Linked DNA regions of Pungitius pungitius: region 2 is linked to region 1. The links are chromatin contacts, called in public Hi-C maps. All regions are on one chromosome and are shown on one strand. The core of a region is the stretch at or near the end of the contact, and the rest is flanking DNA. Distances in the headings are between cores, read along the strand shown.

Region 1 (4,780 bases), core at 572-3,071:
ACAGCCAAAGAATAACAATGAGAGAGGCCAGCGGGCAGAGGGAGGGAGGAACACCAGGCGGGCGATCTGGCGGGGAACCGAGGCGCTGATGAGAAGACGTGGAACAGCGCCGGAGTGTGTGTGTGGAGGTCCGTTAATGAGAAGCTAAGGGTCACCGGTGGGCTGGAGCTGCGGATGGGTAGGGCATATTTCCGATGTAGGCGCCCTCTCTCCTTGCAACATCTCAGCTTTCCCACACCTCGGGGCTGGTTTCGGAGGCCGTTGACTCCTCAACGCTTTACCCCCCTCCCCTCCCCTCCCTCCCTCCCTCTGGCAACAACCAGTGTTGGGATGGGCAGGGCGTCCCCCAACCTCGTTAACGACGGAGTCGTAATCTGCCGCTAACCGCGTGCAAGGAGATGAGGGAACAACAAAGGTCCATTAATCAGCGAGGCTAAATGGTGTTCCTGCCTGGAGGGATGTCTCAAAATAGAGGAAAAGGGGGGGTGGGGGATACAGGAGGAAATTTAAATTCACCTCTAAATGATGTTAAAACTGTATGTAAACAGGCTTCCCTTCCATGTCCCCACGCTGAGACGAATCCCCGAGAGGCTGATGATGCAATGAAGTCAGACAGATGAACACTGTTCATTTGCCGCGGTGACTTTTGTTTTCATTAAAGCGCCAACAGGTCCGACCAGAAATATTATATGTAGTGTCTACGGTGGCCGAGAAGGTTCAGACCAATACCAAAGCCACGACAGAACTGCAAATGCCACAACACAACACGAACGCCACAACACAAAAGCCACAATACAACCGCAAACGCCACAACACAAAATACAAAAGCCACAACACAACCGAACGCCGCAACACAACACGAACGCCACAACACAACACGAAAACGTTAGCTAAAAGATGCGTGGTGCCATTTAGCTAACGTTTTCGTGTTGTGTTGTGGCGTTCGTGTTGTGTTGCGGCGTTCGGTTGTGTTGTGGCTTTTGTATTTTGTGTTGTGGCGTTCGCATTGTGTTGTGGCTTTTGGTATTTGTCTGAACTTTCTCGGTCACCGTAAGTGTCGCCAAAGTTCTGGATACGGTTGAAGTGGCGATAGATGGGGAGAAAGGGGGACATTTGTCTCCCTGATAATCCGTCCACTCAAAACAACTGGAAAGCATTTCTTATACGGCTTATTACACAATGTTTAAGGGCCAATCAATCGTGGTGAACTTATAGCTCCGCCCTCTCGTGTCAATTCTGGTATCCAAAAAAAAACCGGCCGATAAACAATCTTCTTGTCACACGGGATCAATCTCTTAGTTTAGTCCCTTCGCCGTCTCAACTGTAACACACATTTATGCACGTGGACCTAAAACTAAGAACTGAACCGTGAGTCAAATCGTTAACGCAAATCACGTCAGCGTTTTTTCGCATTAAAGTGACGCATCCGGAGGTCTCCAGCGATGGCACGAGATGCGACTGTTGAGAAAGGAATGTCCTCGGCGATGTGGATCCAGCGGAAGGCCCAGCCGCTTTTCTTTGGAAAAAAAAAAAACGATCCGTCGGCGTCTTCTCCTCCAACGGTCCCCCGAGGTCACGCATTCCGTCACAGAACCATGCGTCACGCGCATGAGCGAGCCCAGATTTAACCAGCCCTGGATGGTTAAATCTGGCGGTCGGGTTCTCCACACCATGTTTGGCACCGTGGATGAGGATGGAGATGTTAAGCTTGCGTGGAGCCAGGAGGTCCACCTACCTTTGCTGTGGCGCTGCTGACCGGCTGCCAGGTACACGGACAGGTGAGCAATGACGAGGAGAGCCCACCACTGTGTCATGTTGACCCCCCCTCTCCCTCTAAAACACACACACACACACGGTCCTCTCAGGAGAGCCGCATCTCAGCAATGAAACCGCTCCGACTTCCCAACACTTTCATACCAAGGATCATTCCTTCATTTTTTTGTTCATTGCCACCTCCTTCCATCCTCCCTCCCTCCATCCTCCCTCCCTCCATCCTCCCTCCCTCTCTTTTTGTTTTTATTTCTCTGTGTGTGTGTGTGCTCTCATCTGGAAACCCTCAGGAATTGGCTGGATATGCCTCGCAGCGACTGGATGGAGGAGTGTCTCTCTCTCTCCCTCCCTCCGATTGTCCAGATAAGTGCGTGGCGGACGGATCGGGGCCGAAGTCACCCGAGCCGGAACCGAAGCCGAGCCCGTGGTGCGAGACGTGAGCTTGGCCGAGGTAACCGCGTCTCTCGTGGCGATCACGTGACCATCCGTCACCACAGGGCAATATTTACAAAACACCGTTTTGGTAATTTTAATAAAACACGTTTTCAATTGCAAAATTTGGCTTCCAGGCGTCTCTGTTGAACAATGAAGATCATACATTGGGGTTCTTTGATAAAGTAAAGCAGGATCCAGGCCTTGAGAGTTTTGGTTCACTCTTTAATGCATTCTGCTGGAAATCATCATTACACGAGGGATGGTTAGAAAAACGTTGCCTTTTTCTTTATTTTGGTTCCAATTCAAGGTTAATTAACTGAATTCTGCACCGCTTTAGAAGAACAAAGTCGTGAGTTAAAAGGCGACCGCGGAACCCGAGAACGAGGCAGACGGCCGAAAGAGAAGCGTGTCAACAACAACAACAACAACAACAACAACAGCAGCAAGAGGACCACTCAAAGCATCCTCTCCCCTTCTTTAAAGCGCTCTCCTCTTTGTTGTCACAGGATACGTGCAACAGAAGGAGCGCGCGCGACGGACGGCGTTGGAGCCGTGGAGCTCAGATGGTTTGCCAAACACGGACACCAGCAATGGCCGCCGTGTGAAAGAAAAGCACCGCTAATCTGAATTATTTAACGAGGATTCGATGACTCCTTGTGGAGAAAAAAAAATGTGCGATCTTCCCTTTTAATTCTCTAAAAACATTGTGGCGGTAAATGAACCCGAAGGGAGGGGCAGCAACGAGAAAACGACGTGTCCGGGCTGCCCGAGGAGGAGACATACACCACTGTCTCCTTAATCTAAGGTCTGATTAATGGACCCGGCGCGCCCGGCTGACTCTCGGACGCCATGCGTTTTCTAAGGAATGTTTGCTCGCAGCGGACGCGAAACCAACGGCACAACAACAACACATCTACACGGACGAGGAGGCGGGGAAACCGCACGGCTGCACACGGCCGCAACGTGATTCACATGGCTAAGACGGAGGACGGCATTCAGAGGGGCAAAGGCCAAAGCCCCGGAAATAAACAAAAAAAAATGGCCTCACGTCTTCTGTTTGCCCCGACAAAAAAAATGCTCCTGACCCCCCCCCCCCCCCCCCGAGTGTTTGGGTTCACGGACACACAAACGCTCCCCACTGAGACGCGTGGTGGGAACCTGCTTCGGCCATGAGGGACCATGAGGGGGCAGTGTTACGACGCACATCCTGAGAGAGATCGCTTCGGTGATTTCTGCTCCTCCCAAACTCTGGATTGAATTCTATTCAGATAACATGCGACGGTGTGAATGAGGCCACTAGAAAGAGATTCAAACCGGGCAGGGACCCTTTTATATACACTCTATTTGTAGTTGCCTCTGTGCCATAAATCATTGCATTGTTGATCTGATAGAAGTCAAATTGCTCTGTGTCAAGGTAATAGCAGGTAAACCCTGTACATTTATAGAAGATGCTGAGATTTGCAGGGCCAAGATGTTGTACCTTTTCCTCTTCTGGCCCATGTGACCCGTGGTCTTCGTTTTGATTAATGCCTCGGAGCTAGGACCGTCTCCTAATACATTAGATACTGCAGGAACGGACGCCTGGGGGCCACAGCAGGAGGCGGCGCGTGTCCTTCCAGCTGTTACGTTGCTACCGCGTTCTAGTTCACTTCTACTCTGTTCACAGTCTGCGGACGAATCAAAGCCTTTCGAGGGGTCACACTACTTCTGTCTGTAGAGACAGAGAAGAAGAAAACGAGAAGAAGTTTCACAACGGCTGGAAGAGAATGCTCTGAAAGTTTTAAAACTAAGACCCCGTTGATCATCCGTCGTTAGTGGCAGCTCGGCGGCCTTCACGGCGAGAGCGAGGCCGGGGCTGTCTGGCACGCCGCGCATCAAAACAACTCCGCAGGAGCGCCGAGGCGCGTTGAGAGTTGGAGCGCGACGTCGAATAATGACCTCAGCTGTCCGTCACACCTGTGCAAACGATTCCCCCCCCCCCCCCCCCCGAGGCCCGTCTGAACGGGAAGCACGTCCTCCACGGGCGAGTCGGGAAAGAGCAGACAGCGGCACCTGGGTCCAAATAGACCACCTGTCCCGTTAGTGCGCACCTAATTAGCCATCAGAGTAAACAAAGCTTGAAAAGAAAAAGAAAAAAAAACTTGTTGTGACGTGAGGGAAAACATCGTGGTGAGCTTCACGTCGCTAATGTCCTCCTTTGTTCCCCTGCTTCTTGTTTTCGACCAATTAGTTTCTCGGTGACTGATCCACGATCCTGGTCCAGAGTTTATAACATACTCATCGTGCCTTAAGTGCAGATTTGTTTGTGCACAGCCCCTTATTATCTCCTGACAAACGTCCACTCGTGTGCCCCTTACTTGCCTCTGGTGCTCTCAGCCCTCCCACCTGGTCCTCGTGAGGAGGTGCAGTCGGCCCGTTTGTCACGGACCCTTCGAGGGCTTCGTCCTCGACTTCGTGTCGCGAGTTAACGAAACGATCCACAGCCGGCACGCTCTCTTGAGGTGTCGGACTCGCTATAACACGAAGGGGGGGGGCGGCTCTGGACGAGGATTGTGGGTAAATAGTTGTTTTCACT
Region 2 (4,780 bases), core at 586-3,085, 160 kb after region 1:
TTGGCCTCCTCTCCTCGGCATCCGGCCCCTCCTCCTTTTCTCCCCACTCCTCTTTTTACTCCGGTCCCCGCCCCCCCTGGGACCCCATCGAGGCTCATTCGGTTTGTCCACGCGTGAGGGGTCTCGGTGCGTACCCCACAAGAATGAACCAGCCACTCAATGTGAGGATCTTTGTGTATGTTCTCAACCCGACCCCCCTCCTTCTCTCTTTTTCTCCTTCTCACTCACTTACTTGTGCCCTATAGATGAGAATTGGCTCCTTTCACAGCTCTTCCACCCCCCCGGAGCGATTTCTCAGGGCCCTAACAGCGCAATTGTATGCCTTATTGCTCCAGCTCCTCCGCGGGGAGAAGCGTCCCATCAAAGCTTTGTGCTCGGGCCTCGTCATGCGGGCGCAATCACGTGGTGGCGTTTTGTGGGGCAAACGCTTAACCCCCCCCCCCCCCCCACCCGGAAAGAAAGAAGGGCCAGAGTGTGTAAAACGTCTCTTAAAAGGCCTGCTAGTGGCCAACTCGGTGTAGGAAAATACCATTAGGCCCTTTTCTTTTTCTTTTTTTTTTTTCTTTCAAAATGCAGTTTGGTGAGCTCGGCTGGAGGCCGTCCAGCTCCATCCACATCGTGCTTCATCTCCCACGGCTCTTTCATTAGGACCACACCATGTGTGGAGTCACCTCATTTTGAGCAAGAATGAGCCTGGAGAAAGCTTTTTGTCTCCCCCCCCACCCCCCCGAACCACCACCACCACCCCACCGGCAAGGAATGCCCATAAAACAGAGAGGAACACTGTTTGGTGTGACTCGGGTTGCCATACCAGTTACTGAAGAAAAGCCATGGCAACGCCAAGCGGAAGGGTCCGCCCCGAAACCACATGACGCCGGGCTCCGGGTTTTGTCATTCCGGTCGAGGCCTGACCCAAATTACGACGCCGCAGACGAACGCGCGCACACACACACGCACACACACACACACGCATGCACATGCTTAATTGGGCTCGCATGCGTTTGGCTGATGGCGACGACAAACACAACATGGGGAGGTTTGACGTGTAATCACCGAGGAGACGCCCCCCCCAGTTAATGATCCGACACCGCGGCTCGTAGCCCCGCGGCGGGCTGGAGTGTTGTGACTTTCCGATTGTTTGTTTGCCCGATGTGTCTACAAGCGGTTATAATTCAGAGCATTTTAAGCCTTAATGGTGTTTTATGTTTTGGTATGTTATCTCTTATCAACAGCCCCGGGCCAAGATCTGCTTAAAAAAGGGGGGGGGGGGATTAGGACCATGAACAGAGAAGCTTTCTGCTAAAGCATGAAACAGTAAAACAAAAATATTAAGGCAAAATATTAGAAGGAAAATGCAGGAATGCCAAATATTGATTTGATCACCATGGCAACTTTAAATGGGTTTCTTTGGTAACTTTTCACACTATTCTTTTTGTTGTGAGATTTTGAATCATGAACACCACAGAGGTGTTATATTAGCAACTCTGGAGAAGAAAAAAATCCCATAAATCCCTCCCCCAACATACGCACAAATACTCACACAGAGAAACACACACAAAAAAACGGCCTCCGCACGTCGAGGCTCTCTGAACACGACGCAGTGCCAACTCTCCAACAAATCACCTCACGTTGCACCCACCCAGAAAGCAAGGAGAGAAGAAGAAGAAAAATAATCCACCTACTTTATTTCGGAGGTCTGGTAGTTGTGTGTCAGTATTTTCTCTGGTCTCTTTTCATCTGCACCTCTGCCCCGTCTCTCCAACACTATTCCTCTCTGTGGGCTGAGCCTGCCGTGGAGTTTTCTTTCTCTTTTTTTTTCCTTCTTTTTTTTTTGTGTGTGTGTGTGTTGCACGGGATGGAGGGGGGGGGAGGGGGGGTGAGGGGGGGGTGAGGGGAGGGGAGGTTTGGGCTGTTGAATGCCCGGGTTTCCTGACTCGTGATCAGGAGCTCATTACCCACAAGGTCACTCCAGGGACGCCCTGCTCGGCACCGCAGAGGGGAAGATGTGAGGCTGCCGACGAAAAGAGAGAGAGGGGGGGGGGGGGGGGTGGTGGAGGGGGAGGAAGAGGGCAGTTGGGAGCCAAAGTGCCTGTGAGCTCCACTGGGACGAGGAGGATACAAGCGGACAGAGAAGGGAGACGGTTGAGAGCCGCTGATCCAAATGCTGACAGAGGGGGGAGGGGGGGGGGGGGGGGGGGGGTTGATTTTCAGGGGAAGCGAGCAAATACAAAACAAGCTAAATGCATCTGCGGGAGCCCACGGCGTGAGCGGGCCGGGAGCGAGCGGTTGCGTAACACGTCCTGGTCGATCCGCGAAAAAAAAAAAAAAAAAGGGAGTCCGATCGATGGGTCATCGACGTTTATTTTGTTTTGCCGTCCTGTAGCTGAAACAAACTTAAATGTTTGAGATTAATCTTTTCCATTAAGCTCCGCATGAAATGAATATTATTACTATATGAATATTTCAGTGTGGACCAGAGTGGCAGACCAACAGGTTCAAAAGGTCACGTGATGAGGATGAGGTGCTTCTTTTTGTCAGATGAGTGACAATTGATGGAAGCAGAAACATAACCAAATACTTTTCCTGATCATTAAAATCGATTGTTCTTCAAGTAGGTTTCCCAACATTGATTTTCTCTAAAAACTAAATGATTATTAGTCCTTTACAAAGCAGCACAGCCACTGTCTCAGTTGCTAGTTATCAGTTAACTGTTTTAAAACGACGCTCCTTAATCTCCCCAATGGTCAAAGTTTAAATAATTAATGCCGGGTTGATCGGGTGTCTCCGTCCTTCTCCTGTTTTCAGTCAGATGCGCGGCAGCTGTCTCCTGTGGCCGCATGTGCTCTTCGAGGGAGCGTGTCGGGAATGCGCTGGAGTTGACCCCCCACCCCCACCCCACCCTGGACAGGCTCGGATTGACTGATTACAGCATGTGGAATCAATACAGTGCCACCACTGGTTCTGTGGCGCAAAGCGCTCTCTGGAAGCTGGACGAGGTCCACACAGAAATATGGTCCCGTCGTACTTTTCGGGCCTTGGGTGTCATTCATTCTAAAAGAGGGACACAAATTAGATTAGTGACATACGGCTGGTGCAGGCAGGGAGGGAGGACTCACAGTCTTCTTGCTCTTTAATACCCGAGAAACGAGGCCTGACGTGCACCAACAACAGGTGACGCAGACAACGACGTGACGGGCGACACAGGGCTTAAGTACACTAGGGAGGTGCAGGTGATCGGACACAGGTGGAAACAATCAGACAATCACAGGACAAGGGCAGGAAGTGAAGCTCACCCCAGGAACAAGAGACATGAAACTACAAAATAAAACAGGAAGAAAGTCCAAACCGTGACGTTAGATGATCCAAATGGGCTGTGTCTCAGTTTAGTCTCAGTTTTCAGCAGGTTTTGTCTTTTTACATTGCAGTTTTCTCCAATTACCCTTGAATTGAAACCGCTCTATAGTTCAGAATTTGGCGTTTTGGCTTTTGCCATTTTTTGGGGGGGGGATTTGGCCACAACCATGTTTGTTTTTATCATCCGGAAGGGATACGAGAGACTGGAGCCGAATGCAACCAAATGCTGAGTGAGAACATTTGAAGGCAACCTCGAGGTTACAATCAACCCAAAGTACCATGAATGAAGGCTTCAAGACCGAAGGTTCGGGGTGACGCGGCAGTTCAACCAGGAAGTAGCCAGACCCCCCCGAGGCGTCCCCTGCTGTGTGGTTGGTTCTACTTTACCTGGATGCTCCGCATGCTGCGTTCATGAAGTCTTAACACTTTGGGACCACAATCCAATGGCGACAAAAAAGAAAGTACAACGTGGCCTCTTGAATTAAAAGCCCGGAGCCGGGGCCGTCTCTGTTTTTTTCCGTTATACTTTGAGAGAAGGAAACAAAAATCGATAAAAAGCGTTTCGCATTTTGGGACGAACTGTTCCGTTTGTGCGACTTCCTGCGGCGGGTTCGATGTGAAAAAGTGATCGGGGAGCGAAGCTGATGTGTCCGACGCGGTGTTACAACATTTCAAGAGTTGCCTGAAGGCACAAAGCTTGTTATTTTGTTGTTGTTTTTTTTTTTTTCATTTGAAGTCATCAAAGAGGTTCTGTTGAAGAATTGTTGAAATCAGGCAGCAATAGGCCAGCAGCGAAGTAATGGATGATTTAGTCAGGAGCCCTTTAGGCTCATTTGTCACATCTGCTTCCAGAAAAGACGCAAACAAGCGGCTCAATTCGCAATGAGCCTCGGCCCGGTGCTGGTTGGTGCTACCTGGACTGTTGCGGCGCCACGTGCTCAGCATCACGTTACACCGCTGGGGGGGGGGATTCCAGTGATGGCCAGCAATTAGACTCAGCCCCCCCCCCTCCCTCCGTCCCGCTGATAACGATATACCATTCCACTGCTGCCGTCTCGTGTTCAGCTCATTAATAATAGATCTCATCCATTTGCCCCCCCCCCCCCCCCCCCACCCCCCATTTTGGTGTGTGATATGCTGCCAAGAGCTGCTTCTCCAATGACATCATCACTCGCCCGCATTCGAACAACCCGAGAAACGCCGACGGTGGAAAAAGAGTTTCTCCAAGGCCTCGTGGAACGCGTTCTTCATGCCCCCCCCCCCCCCCGCTAACCCCGTTGGTTTGACTAGACGCCCGCCCGCAGCCCGACTAGAAGGCGGCGCCGCAACCGGGTTTTTTTTTTTTTTTTGCCGGGCCAGAGTCTGATGAAACCAAATGAAAGCAGCCAGTCGGTAGTCAGCCACAGTCATTTTTTTTTTTTTTTCT

The links. A called contact is a pair of places that touch in the nucleus more often than the background predicts.
Region 2: a Hi-C map of muscle shows a contact between it and region 1, with 1.8 times the contacts expected there. The contact joins the promoter of ptn here to the promoter of LOC119210394 in region 1. A contact is called at or near these places in 2 of 2 Hi-C or Micro-C datasets (both in muscle).

Annotation. Positions count from the first base shown.
Region 1 is chr2:2,904,987-2,909,766 of fPunPun2.1, forward strand. It overlaps LOC119210394 (protein FAM180A), which reads right to left and starts at 1,822. Exons shown (of 3, transcript XM_037460321.2): 1 at 1,736-1,822. The coding sequence starts at 1,814.
Region 2 is chr2:3,063,952-3,068,731 of fPunPun2.1, forward strand. ptn (pleiotrophin) reads right to left here and starts at 1,836. Exons shown (of 5, transcript XM_037460322.2): 1 at 1,683-1,836.